Regions from separate parts of the Mus musculus genome. Here all the other regions are linked to region 3. The links are chromatin contacts, called in public promoter capture Hi-C maps. All regions are on one chromosome and are shown on one strand. Each heading gives the region's core, a stretch centred on a gene start, on an enhancer-like site or on the middle of the called end of the contact. The rest is flanking DNA. Distances are from core to core; before and after follow the strand shown. Region 1 has its middle 39 kb from the start of Iffo2. Region 2 overlaps Iffo2 (intermediate filament family orphan 2). Region 3 overlaps Arhgef10l (Rho guanine nucleotide exchange factor (GEF) 10-like). Region 4 overlaps Aldh4a1 (aldehyde dehydrogenase 4 family, member A1).

Evidence for each region. Promoter capture Hi-C pulls out the DNA fragments that hold promoters and counts their contacts.
Region 1: a contact with region 3 is called in a promoter capture Hi-C map of liver, with 2.7 times the contacts expected there. The contact joins two enhancer-like sites. A contact is called at or near these places in 4 of 39 promoter capture datasets (HPC-7-derived erythroid cells, hippocampal neurons, liver and 1 more).
Region 2: a contact with region 3 is called in a promoter capture Hi-C map of liver, with 2.5 times the contacts expected there. The contact joins two enhancer-like sites. A contact is called at or near these places in 1 of 39 promoter capture datasets (liver), 1 of 484 Hi-C or Micro-C datasets (embryonic stem cells), 2 of 115 datasets of contacts at active chromatin or transcription factors (embryonic stem cells and pancreatic cancer cells) and 1 of 9 other capture datasets (embryonic stem cells).
Region 4: a promoter capture Hi-C map of liver shows a contact between it and region 3, with 3 times the contacts expected there. The contact joins two enhancer-like sites. A contact is called at or near these places in 3 of 39 promoter capture datasets (the C10 cell line, hippocampal neurons and liver), 1 of 484 Hi-C or Micro-C datasets (the G1E-ER4 cell line), 1 of 115 datasets of contacts at active chromatin or transcription factors (astrocytes) and 1 of 9 other capture datasets (embryonic stem cells).

What each region holds. Positions count from the first base shown.
Region 1 is chr4:139,534,349-139,537,048 of GRCm38.p6, reverse strand. It overlaps a transcript of Iffo2 not described here. Among named protein-coding and RNA genes, the nearest start is that of Iffo2, 39 kb to the left of the region's middle. Within about 2 kb of position 1,423, at least 97 of the 459 cell types and tissues checked have an H3K27ac peak or open chromatin away from gene starts, as enhancers often do. A contact at or near this core is called in liver, where this site is marked.
Region 2 is chr4:139,586,170-139,588,869 of GRCm38.p6, reverse strand. All of the region lies in intron 1 of Iffo2 (intermediate filament family orphan 2), which reads right to left. Among named protein-coding and RNA genes, the nearest start is that of Iffo2, 13 kb to the right of the region's middle. Within about 2 kb of position 1,284, at least 65 of the 459 cell types and tissues checked have an H3K27ac peak or open chromatin away from gene starts, as enhancers often do. A contact at or near this core is called in liver, where this site is marked.
Region 3 is chr4:140,522,025-140,524,724 of GRCm38.p6, reverse strand. The region is part of intron 26 of Arhgef10l (Rho guanine nucleotide exchange factor (GEF) 10-like); the gene reads left to right. Among named protein-coding and RNA genes, the nearest start is that of Gm42335, 82 kb to the left of the region's middle. Within about 2 kb of position 1,359, at least 5 of the 459 cell types and tissues checked have an H3K27ac peak or open chromatin away from gene starts, as enhancers often do. A contact at or near this core is called in liver, where this site is marked.
Region 4 is chr4:139,628,882-139,631,581 of GRCm38.p6, reverse strand. The region is part of intron 1 of Aldh4a1 (aldehyde dehydrogenase 4 family, member A1); the gene reads right to left. Among named protein-coding and RNA genes, the nearest start is that of Aldh4a1, 7.3 kb to the right of the region's middle. Within about 2 kb of position 1,306, at least 15 of the 459 cell types and tissues checked have an H3K27ac peak or open chromatin away from gene starts, as enhancers often do. A contact at or near this core is called in liver, where this site is marked.

The DNA.
Region 1 (2,700 bases), core at 174-2,673, 990 kb after region 3:
CCACGCCTGGCTGTGGAAGAATGAACATCGGAAGCAGAAACCAAGACACAAGTGAATGAACAGACAGGCAAGAATCTGATGAATGAATGCCCGGCCTGCCATCCTGATACCGAGACCAGTCTGCCGTCTTCACAGACACCTGGCAGCGGCTCTGACAAACACGCCCCAGTTACTTTCCATCTGGTGCCTCTTGGCAAGTTTTAGCTGGTGCAGAGAGAGTTGCCCTTCACCGGATTCTTTTACAGGCACCAACCAAACCCTCTCCTCTCCCACATTCCTCCATATATTCCCCTGAACACTGAGTACCAGGACTGTGGGGTCACTGAGTTTCAGAGCTGGAAGGAATAGATGTCCAGTCCACTTGTCTATGTTCCATACATGGGAAACCTGAGACTCAGAGGGGGCAAGCAACTCACCCAAGGCCACACAGCAAATTACTGCCAGGGTTAGGGTGGGCTCAGACTCCTGCCATCCATGTTCCTTTTCCTTCATAAGCACAGCAGCACAGCAGGGACCTTATCCAGGTCTGTGAAACAGAACATACATGACAGATCCACCATGTGATGTCACTCGGCTATTACTGTCACTTTAGGGAGGCTGGAAAGAACTCTTGAGGTGGTCTCAATCCCCCTCTCACATTTCCGAGACTCCCCCTTATAGACCTTCTCCCCCACAGGAGAGTCTCTGGCAGGCTGGGGCCACAGTGAACCCTGCATGCCTGCAGATGGCTGTAGGGCTATGGGGGCACACATTCCTGTCCCTTGAAAACCATCAGAGTCCCCTCTAAGCTCTGAACTGGGTGGGTCATGAGTCGGCTTCCAGATGCTGCTATGAGGAACACCAAGGAGGCAAGGCAGGTTGTTCAGGGCCCACTGTCAGAATTCACAGAAAGCCCGGGCTGTGGGTCGCCAGTCCACAGGGGTTGACATTCTCGAATTAGTGACTCACAGGTAGGGGCGCTGGAAAGAAGAGACAGGACGGACAGACACAGACGGCAGGCACAGACTGGAAGGTCCAGCCAGGGCCAGGCAGAGCCTCCCACTAAGCAGCCTTGTAACCCCCTTCACAACTTTTACAGGCGGCCAAGCAGTACAGAACAGGGAGGCACTCACTCACTCACTCACGTCTGTGTTTCCACAGAGGACATAGCCAGCTGCGGTTAGGCTCCCTCAGCCCTTCAAAGGCAAATGACACAGAGGGGGAGGGACAGGAGAAAAAGAGTGCTGGCTAGGGGCTGGTGGTGACTGAGGCTTGGGGTGGGGGGCTGGGGACCTGGGTGACAGTCATGGGCACTAGGATCTTGCAGGGGCCAGGTGTCCCCTGTAGCAGCCGGCAGCCAGGTCCACTGGTGTTTGACTGGGCGCTGTTAACACAGCCCTGGTACTGTATTGGGCCTAGTGACACTGGGGAGGCAGGCTCTGTTGCAGGACAGAGCATATTCCAGGCGGGGCAGGGAGGGGTGGACATGCAACAGGCTAAGCCCAGCATCCGGCCATGGCTCGCCCCACTTATCCTGTCCCAGGACTGAGCATGACACAAGGCTTGCCAGAGGGGGGGACAGTGAAGTCCTTATTCCTTATAAAGTGAGAACTGCGTGCTGAACCCGTCCCAGCTTGGTGGCTCGGCTCATTCATAGCAAAGGCATCTCTTTCAGCCCTTTTCAGCAAAGCCTTTCTCCACAGTAGAGGTGACATCATCTTTTGGTAAACACCGCCTTGAGGTCAATTTCCTTTGAACTTTCTGCTTCTGTTTAATCTGCCGAGCTTTGGGGAGCCGGGGTGGTGGTGGTGGCTGGCAACCCAGAGAAGGGCAAAGGTCCCCGGCTGAATCACAAGCCCAGCCAAGTTCAACTCCTGTCTGACGCTGCCACTCTCTGGCTGCTGAGGCTTGACCCATGCAGGCTGTGTCTTGAGAGTTTGTCTTGTGAAGTCACCGTTGTGGAAAGGAACCTGGAGAATGCAAAACCCTGCACCCTCCAATCCCAAGGACTTAGCAAAAGGCTCCTATGTGTCAGGTACCACACTGGTATAATGCGCATGCTCAGATTTACACATCTGCCATGTATGCACACATACACGGTGGCGCATGAACATATGTGCACATAAAACACACATACACACGCAGAGAGAGAGAGAGAGAGAGAGAGAGAGAGAGAGAGAGAGAGAGAGAGAGAGAGAGAGAGAGAGAGAGAGAGAGAATGCTGCAATCTGGTGGACAGGGCACTTTTGCACTCTCAAGTCAAATGTGTCCATAAACTAAGAATAAAGCCATTGGGATTGGTGCTAAGCTGAGGTCTGAGCTCAGCAGTAGAGGCCTGGGCTGGGTCTCAGAGCTCAGCACTTGCCTAGCATGTGTAAGTGCGAGAGTTCGGGTCCCAGCACTGAAAAGGCAAGTCTGCAATGGAGATTTCCGCTAGTGGGAAGCAGGCAGAGCAGATAGGATGTTCCAACGGAGGAAGAGCTGATGGGACAGGAAGTGGGAAGGTGGCCGATGAGAGCTATGCCCCAGAGCCCCAGGCTTCTCCCTGGTCAGTGAGAAAAATCCCTCTGCTCAACACAGTCACGGCAGAGCTGTAGGCAGCAGGACACAGAGCCAGGAGCTGACCAGTATGAACGGGTGGCTTCGAGGGCAAACATCATGAAATGGTACCACTTTAACTAATTTGGAGCTGTGACACTGTCATCCCTGGTTATGGTGTGG
Region 2 (2,700 bases), core at 35-2,534, 940 kb after region 3:
ATAAGAAAGCAGGCTGAGCAAGCCAGGGGAGGCAAGCCAGTAAAGAACATCCCTCCATGGCCTCTGCATCAGCTCCTGCTTCCTGACCTGCTTGAGTTCCAGTCCTGACTTCCTTTGGTGATGAACAGCAGTGTGGAAGTGTAAGATGAATAAACCCTTTCCGCCCCAACTTGCTTCTTGGTCATGATGCTTGTGCAGGAATAGAAGCCCTGACTAAGACAGTGTGCCCTGGGATGGCTACTTACCTGGAATCATTTCCCGTGACTACAGACCCCCACAGCCACCCTCTCTAACATGTACACACGTGTGGGTAAACCTACACAATGTCACACACGCTCAAATCCAGAATCTCAGAAAGGGAAGTCAGACCTGTCCCTGCTGAAAGCTAAGTTCTGCCTGCACTGTTCTTCTCCTGGGGTCCCTAACTTTTTTAAACACACTGCCAAGGCTGGAGGTGAGATTCGGCTTGATGGGAGATGAATCCTTGAAGCTAAGGACACTCAAGCCCACGAGCCCACTGCCAGCTCTACTATTCTCTGGCTAAGAAAAGGATTCTTTTTACATTTTTGTTACATTTCCAAGACTCAGTTTTTCCATCTGTGCAATGGGTTGAGACCAGCTTCCCCCACACTAGTAGCATGATGGTGGTGAAGAGACTTTGTCCGAAGGGACACATGGTGGCTCCTGGGAAGCCAAGTGGTGTTGGGTCTGAGGGGAGCCAGGCCTCTGAGGGCTCCTGTGCCCAGCCCTGCTTCTCTTCCACCCAGCCTCCCACCTGGAGTAGAGTCCTGGGCTCAGCTCACCCAAAGCTACAAAGCAGCCTTTGTCTGGGAAGAAACTCTAAACCGCAGCCCTGACGTCAGCGCTGGAAAACAACACCGAGCCAATGTTCAATGTCACCCCTCTGCCAAGGCCCAGGACAAGCCTTCCATGAGGTCCCAGGAGGCCACCTGCCTGTCCCCTGGGGCCCAGATGGAACCCTGTAATTGGACTCCTGACTCTCAATCCCAAGGAGAGGGCAAAGAACATGAGCCCATTTCTCAGCCTGGTAAAATGAGCTGAGTCCTCCAGGGAGCTCACCTCCCCTCAGAGCCAGCCCTGGGGCCAACAGGGCGGCTTCCACAACTCACAGAGAAGGGCCTGAGACATTCCAAGATCCAAGGGGAGGCAGGGACAGAGACACTCCCCCATTTCTGCCACCTGGCAGCCACAGCCTGTGCCCTGAATGCCAAGCCATGCCCTCTTGCCTGGTCACCCTGTAGACAGAGTCCTGGAGAGTAGGAAGGCCATGACCTCTTCGTCACCGGCCACACTAAGGAGAGGAAATGTCAGAACACAAAAGGCTGCTCTGCCTTGGGAATGGGAGGAAGTAGGCCAGTTCCCACCATGTGGGGGCTGGGGAGGGCCAAGGACAGAGTATTGCTAAGGGCCAGCACCGCTTGGCATCTGTCACACATTCTGTCACAGAACCCTGTGACAACCTATGTCCAAGGTGACATCCCCACTTCTCAGACAGAAAGACAGAGGCTGCCAGGGTGAAGGGGCATGAGGTGAACCCCAGTGGTTCGAGTCTAAGTCGGGGCTCCCACTCTGCGTGAAAGACCAACTCATGGGACCCCAAAGAAGACATGTGAGAGCAGTGTCTCTAAGTCCCCACAGTTTAACTGTGCCCTAAGGCTGGGGAAGGACCGCCGGCAAGTTGGAGGGCCTTGAACTTGGCACCAGGTGAACTTGGGTCACGGTCTGCAGAGCTCAGACCTCCGCTGCCCCGACCAAGTAAGTCCTGACACTTTCAGTATGTTGTCTTTAAAGACACTTGTATCCCAACTGCCAAGAAAAGTAAGATATTCAGAGGGAGGTGGGTACAAACGCAAAAGCACCCCCACTGGGCACACCCCAGGCAGAAAGAGGGGGCTCCGGGAAAATGACTTTGTAGGGTCAGAAAGTTCAACCAGCATCCCAAGCCACAACTCTGGTGCCTACCCTGGCCTAGGGGTCCTGTTGGTCTCTCCACCTGACTTCATTCTAAAGGAAACCAAGGCACAGAAAAGCAATGTCACTATGCGTGTGATTGGACGATCAGGACAGTGTCAATAGCCTAAGACCCCAAAGTGAGGCCAAGTCTGATTCAGTGCCGATGAGCCATGTGGGTGACCTTCCATGTCTCTTCTGTGGATGGAGTGAGAGTCCCACCAGCAGAGCCATCAACCTGGACATTCATCTGCCCAAAGGCCCAGGGAGGCCATGATACCCCTCTTCCTCCCAGCCTTGATCCCCTCATCCACACATATCCCATCAATGCCTCCATCTGCCCAGTGGTTTTGAACCTCCACCTTCAAGCTTACATTAGCTTCCCCGAGCCTTATCTCATGGCCTTCGAGGGAGCTCTGGGTCCAGCCCCTCCCTGTGTGACCTCGAGGTAGCTGTGTTTCCATAGGGACACAAGTGGGGCAAAGAGGAAACTCTGAAAACCAACTCTCTGGTCTTTCTCAAAAGATAGCAGGCACCAAGGCCCACTAGGGATGTGACTCAGTTGGTAGAGTATCTGCCCAACATGCATGAGGACCTGGGTTCGATCCCCAGCAACGCATAGACCAGATATGGTGGTACATACCTGCAATCTCAGCCCCAGAGCAGATCAATAGTTCAAGGTCATTGGTTATTGTCAGAGTTCATTGCCACCACGGCTATGTAAGACCC
Region 3 (2,700 bases), core at 110-2,609:
ACTTGGGTGCTTTGAGAGAGAGAGAGAGAGAGAGAGAGAGAGAGAGAGAGAGAGAGCAAGCATACATACATGTAATACATGTATGTCTCTGTGTGTGCATGCATGCATATAGTGTGCACATGTTACTGTGTATGTATGCATACATGCATGTAATGTATGTATGTCTCTTTGTGTATGTGTGTGTGTGCATGCATGTAAAACATGTCTCTCTGTGTGTATGTATGTATGCATATATGGGTTGTACATATGTCTGTGTGTGCATGCATGCATGTAATGCACTATATCTCTGTGCATGCATACATATAGTACATGTATGTCTCTATGTATGTGCATGTATGCATGTAGTGCATGTATGTTTCTCTGTGTGCATACATGTAATGCACATGTCTCTGTGTGTGTGCGTGCATTCATGCAATGCATGTATTCTCTCTGTGTGTGTATGTGTGCGCATGCATGCACATGCTCTTTTAACTACTAAGCTATCTCTCCAGCATCCCACTGTGTAGCTTACTCTGGCCTTGAACTGCCTCAGTTTACTGAGTACCAGGATACAGGGACAAGCCTCTCCACCCGGCTCCCTAGAGCCATTAGAAAGCTCAGCACAGCAGGGCAGTGGTGGCACACGCCTTTAATCCTAGCACTTGGGAGGCAGAGGCAGGCGGATTTCTGAGTTCGAGGCCAGCCTGGTCTACAGAGTGAGTTCCAGGACAGTCAGGGCTATAGAAACCCTGTCTCAAAAAACAAAAACAAAACAAAACAAAACAAAAACAAAAAACTCAGCACACTAGGATCCAGGTTCCTCATAACTAGCTTGATACCCAGCGTTGCTTGGATTGGCCCTGGGCCTCTTTGATCTGGGTCCCAGATGCTATGGATACCACCACTTCCACCCCAACAGTCTCACTATTTCCCTGCATTCATAGCTGTGAGAGGCTCTGGGCTATACCTCTGCTTTCCCTGCCCCAACCCACTGTCTCCCTGGTGTCCCAAGGGAGCAGGAGTTGAAACCAGGACGGGGCTTTGTGCTTACTGCTGCCTGCTGAGTGTTGTCGCCTCTGGTGTCTCTTCAGGCATGGGACTTGGGAGAACCATCAAGTTTCCGCCTATGCAGTCTCTTTCGGTTGTGTGACATCTTTTTAGACTAGTGGTGTCCCTTCCACTGACACTAAACCTGCCGGGGAAAGCTTAGTATCTGCTGGCAGATCTTTTCTGTCCTTAAGCAGGACCAACACCTATATGGTCAGAGGGTGCTGTGCCAGGGTTCCTGGCTAGATTCTTTCTTGTGTGATCAGGACTGGCTTCCAGGAAAGTTCTGTTTACCAAGCCAACAGCTCTGTGGCTCCCTGGCACTGAGTGGTGGCCAGAGGGCACTGAAGCTTGTGTGACACTGCTGTCTTCCCCCACCCTGGGGTGCTGGAATTGGCTCCCCCTGGGGCCCAGAATGCTGGCATACTCTCTGTCCCCACCTACTCTCTCCCTATGGCCCAGGAGGCTCAGCTAGGAGGCTAAGATCAGCTTGTATTCCAGAGGTCAGTCTTCTGTTTCTGGGGAAGCCCCCGGTGAATCCCCCGCTCCCTGCCCGCAACATGTCTTGTCCCTGTGTGTTGGCATGGGCCTGCATGGTCCACTGGGTCCAGTATTGACCAGTTCTACCTCTAGGGAAACAAGGCTGGGGTTGCCCTGTGGACTTCTTCAATCAGACCTGGCAACCAGGAACCACCCATACTCATGGATTTCCTGGAAGCAACATAACTCAAGCCAAGGACCGGGCTGGTTTAGCAGAGATGGGCTGCAGGCCCTGAGTGACAGGGCTGCTGTGTCCCTGCTGTGTATTGCATGGCCCAGGCCTGGCCCCTGTCAGCTTAGATTCCCTGAGAAGCCCCTCCTATGAACCTCAGGAATGCTCAGACAGAACCCCCAGTCTGAGGGAGGAGATAGTTCCCTTCCTCATCCTGGGGATGCCCCACCCTGTAGAGACCATGCACCCTGCCTGTCTGAGGGTCAGACACTTCTGCTCTGTGTGTGTATGTGCACGTGTGTGTGCATGCATGTGTGTGTGAATGCATGTATGTGTGCGTATGCATGCACATGCATTTGTGTATTTGTGTGTGCATGTGCACATACATGCATGTGCATGCATTTGTGTGTGCATGCACTTGTGTGTATGTGTGCACACACTTGTGTATATGTGTATGTGCACATGCATGCATGTGCATGGTTTTGTGTGTGTGCATGCACTGTGTATGGATATGCTTGTGTGGAAGCTAGAGGACATCTTCGGATGTCATTCCTCAGGTTCTATCCTTTTTTTGTTTTCCCATTTGAGACAGTGCCTCTCACTGGTTTTGAAAATGAAGAGTAGCCAGAGAGTTCCAGGTCTCCGCCTCTGCAGTGGTGACGTTGTATTACACAGTATCATAGTAGCCTAGGGGGAAAACCCACAGAAGACAAAACTATAAAAGCACAGATGCTGGGGCTCAAACTTGGATCCTCACGCTTGCACGGTGCACACCCATGCTTGCACGGTGCACACCTCACTGCCTGAGCCGCCTGGCCAGCCCGTATCCTGGCGGGCTTTGTTGTATTGTTCAGTGGAGATCAGTGAGACTCCTGCCTGTGAGGAGCAAACCCAGTGGTGTGGAGTAGCTCTCCTCTGCTCTTCCCTGTCCTGCTTCTTAGAAGAAGAGACTCCTGCTCTGA
Region 4 (2,700 bases), core at 57-2,556, 890 kb after region 3:
CCCCACCCATCCCCAACCAGGATCATACTCAGGACAGATCCAGCTCTGGTGGGGAAAAAGTCAGCAGATACCCCGCCCACACAGGGTCTCTCTTCCCTGCCATTCTGCCATTCCCCCACCCCCCAAAGCAATGCCAGAAACAGAAGTCCCACAGGCCTCCCTCCACCCTCCCCAAGGCAGAGACCCACTGTGACCTCAGGCTCTTGGACCGTCTCCAGGTCCTGAGGAGGCAAGTTCAAAAATCACGTTGAGCCTGAGTTAAGTGGTTCCAAAACTAACAAGCTTTTCTCCCAGTGCGCTGTGTTTTTTTTCTTTTTGGCTAGTGATCTGTCCTGACTTAACAGGCACCCCTCCAGTGGCTTAGACGAAGATGGAGGCAGATCAGTTGGCAAGACTTAAGGCTTCCAGGACAGTGGTTTTCAACCTTCTGAAAGCTACAATTCTTTAATATAGTTCCTCAAGGTGTGGTGACCCCCGACCATAAAGTCATTGTCGTTGCTATTTTTTTTAAGGAATGTTTTTTGTTTTTTAAAGATTTATTTATTTATTATATGTAAGTAGACTGTAGCTGTCTTCAGACACTCCAGAAGAGGGAGTCAGATCTTGTTACGGATGGTTGTGAGCCACCATGTGGTTGCTGGGATTTGAACTCAGGACCTTCGGAAGAGCAGTCGGGTGCTCTTACCCACTAAGCCATCTCACCCGTTCCTACTTTTGTAACTATAATTTTGCTACTGTTGTGAATCTAATGTATTTTTGGAGATAGAGGTCTGTCAAAGGGGTAGCTACCGGAAGTATGAGAGCTCTAAGAGGATTCCTGAAGGCCTTTCTAGGCAGGACGGTTTTCCTCATTCATTCATTCATTCACTCATTCATTCATTCATTCATTCATTCATTCATTCATCCATCCATCTATGCAGTCAGCTAGGTTTGCCCAAAGCAACAACACAGGTTTACTCCGCCCACCAGGTGGTTTACTCTCCACAGGTTTCTGAGCTCAACCCGGATCTCAATCCTCCCGCTGTGGAGAGAGAGGAAGCACAGGGCAAGGTCTACACCCACCCAACTCATGCTTCCTGGCAACCTGGGCTAACCCGCTAAGGACGGGGCCAGGGCCTGAGCCAGAAAGCTCTTCTTCCTTGCAAGCTTCAGAGACCACGTCCCCTTCCCCCACCTAGTGGCAGGAGATGTCACGGTTTCCAGGAAGAACCTGAGCCAGCAAACTCAGCACTCTTGAGAGGAGGAGACCAGGTGAAAGAGGGCTTGGCTCCACCCTGTCCAAGGTTCAATAGTGCCATCCTCATTCATCAGAGTCCGACGTAACAGTCAAGTCTCCGCCGCTATCTCCAGGCTGCTTATGCCATAACCAAAGCTACGCCATCACCCTGCCTCTCCAGTGCCAGGGACCTGTTCTGAGGAGGACGCAGCTAAGCAACTTAGTCATCGTGAATGCGACAGAGAACGCCCACACAGAAACCTCCTGGACACAAGCCGATCCAAGGGGACCTCTTTCAACCAGGGGCTGCTGCAAAAGGGGTGGGCATGACACTGCCACACTACGATACATCTGTTACGATTGCACGGGTCCACCCAATGGGTGAGTGAGCCCGTGATTTTCTATATGGCAGAGTGGACTATGTTTTCTTTCTAATGTGTCACGGCGTAGACGGGAAGATCAAAAATCAACTAAGAGTCAGTCAGGTCTCTGCTTCTACTGCATGGATCCTGAGAACCAAGCTTGGGTCGTCAGGCTTGGCGGCGAGCGCCTTCGCCTGCTGAGCCAGCTTGCAGGCCCCAGCCCCAGACTTGAACATGAAAACCGGATTGAGGGAGACTCACCTTAAAACCACTTCTTCTACAATGAAGACTCAGATCCTCGGGAGCCCTTAGGCTCATTCCCCATCACACATTCCTTGCAGAAGCACAGCCGGCCCGTCCTTTCCTCAGACCTCCCATCACACTTGGATGTCCCTCACCGGTGGGTCCCCCACCCCACCCTCAGGTCTGAGGGGGCTTTCCATCATCTCAAAGCCAAGCAGGGGGATTTGGGCCAGAGCCTGAGCATCCGATCCGGAAGCAGCCTGTGTCCCTTCCAAGCAACCCCACACATAAGCGCCGGCAGAGAGCAAGCCTGGGAGTGTGAGGGTGTGAGAGCCGACAGCAGACCTTCAGGACTGAGCTTGTGGTCTGGACCTCCTGCTAGCTAAGTACCAGGTCAAGAAGTAAGTAGAGGTTATCTTGTTCCCTTCAGCTGCCTGTTTCCCAGTTGTAATCTGCAGCCTGATAAAGCAAATCCCCCTTATCACTCAATTAGGTGTAATTAAGGTAGCAGTGGAGGCTCCCGGGGAGAGGAAAGTACAGGCTCAGGGTGGGGCAGTCGACAGGAGCACTTCACCTTGATGCCCTGGAAGACACTGTAGCTCATCCCCTGAGCTCTGAGCACTGAGCAGAGTGAGGTGTGGACACTGTCCTTGTGTCCTTTCTAACGCCATGATAAAAGAGTCTGACAAGAAGCAACTTGGGGACAAAAAGGTTTCTGTTAGTTCACCACCCGGGTCTGTCACTGTAGGGAGACTTCAGAGGCAGGCGCTTGAGACAGCTGGTCACAGCCACAGTCAAGAGCAGAGAGAAGAGAACACATACGTGTTCAAGAGCTTATGCTCAGCTCGGAAGCTCCTGCCTAGGGAATGACGCCACCCA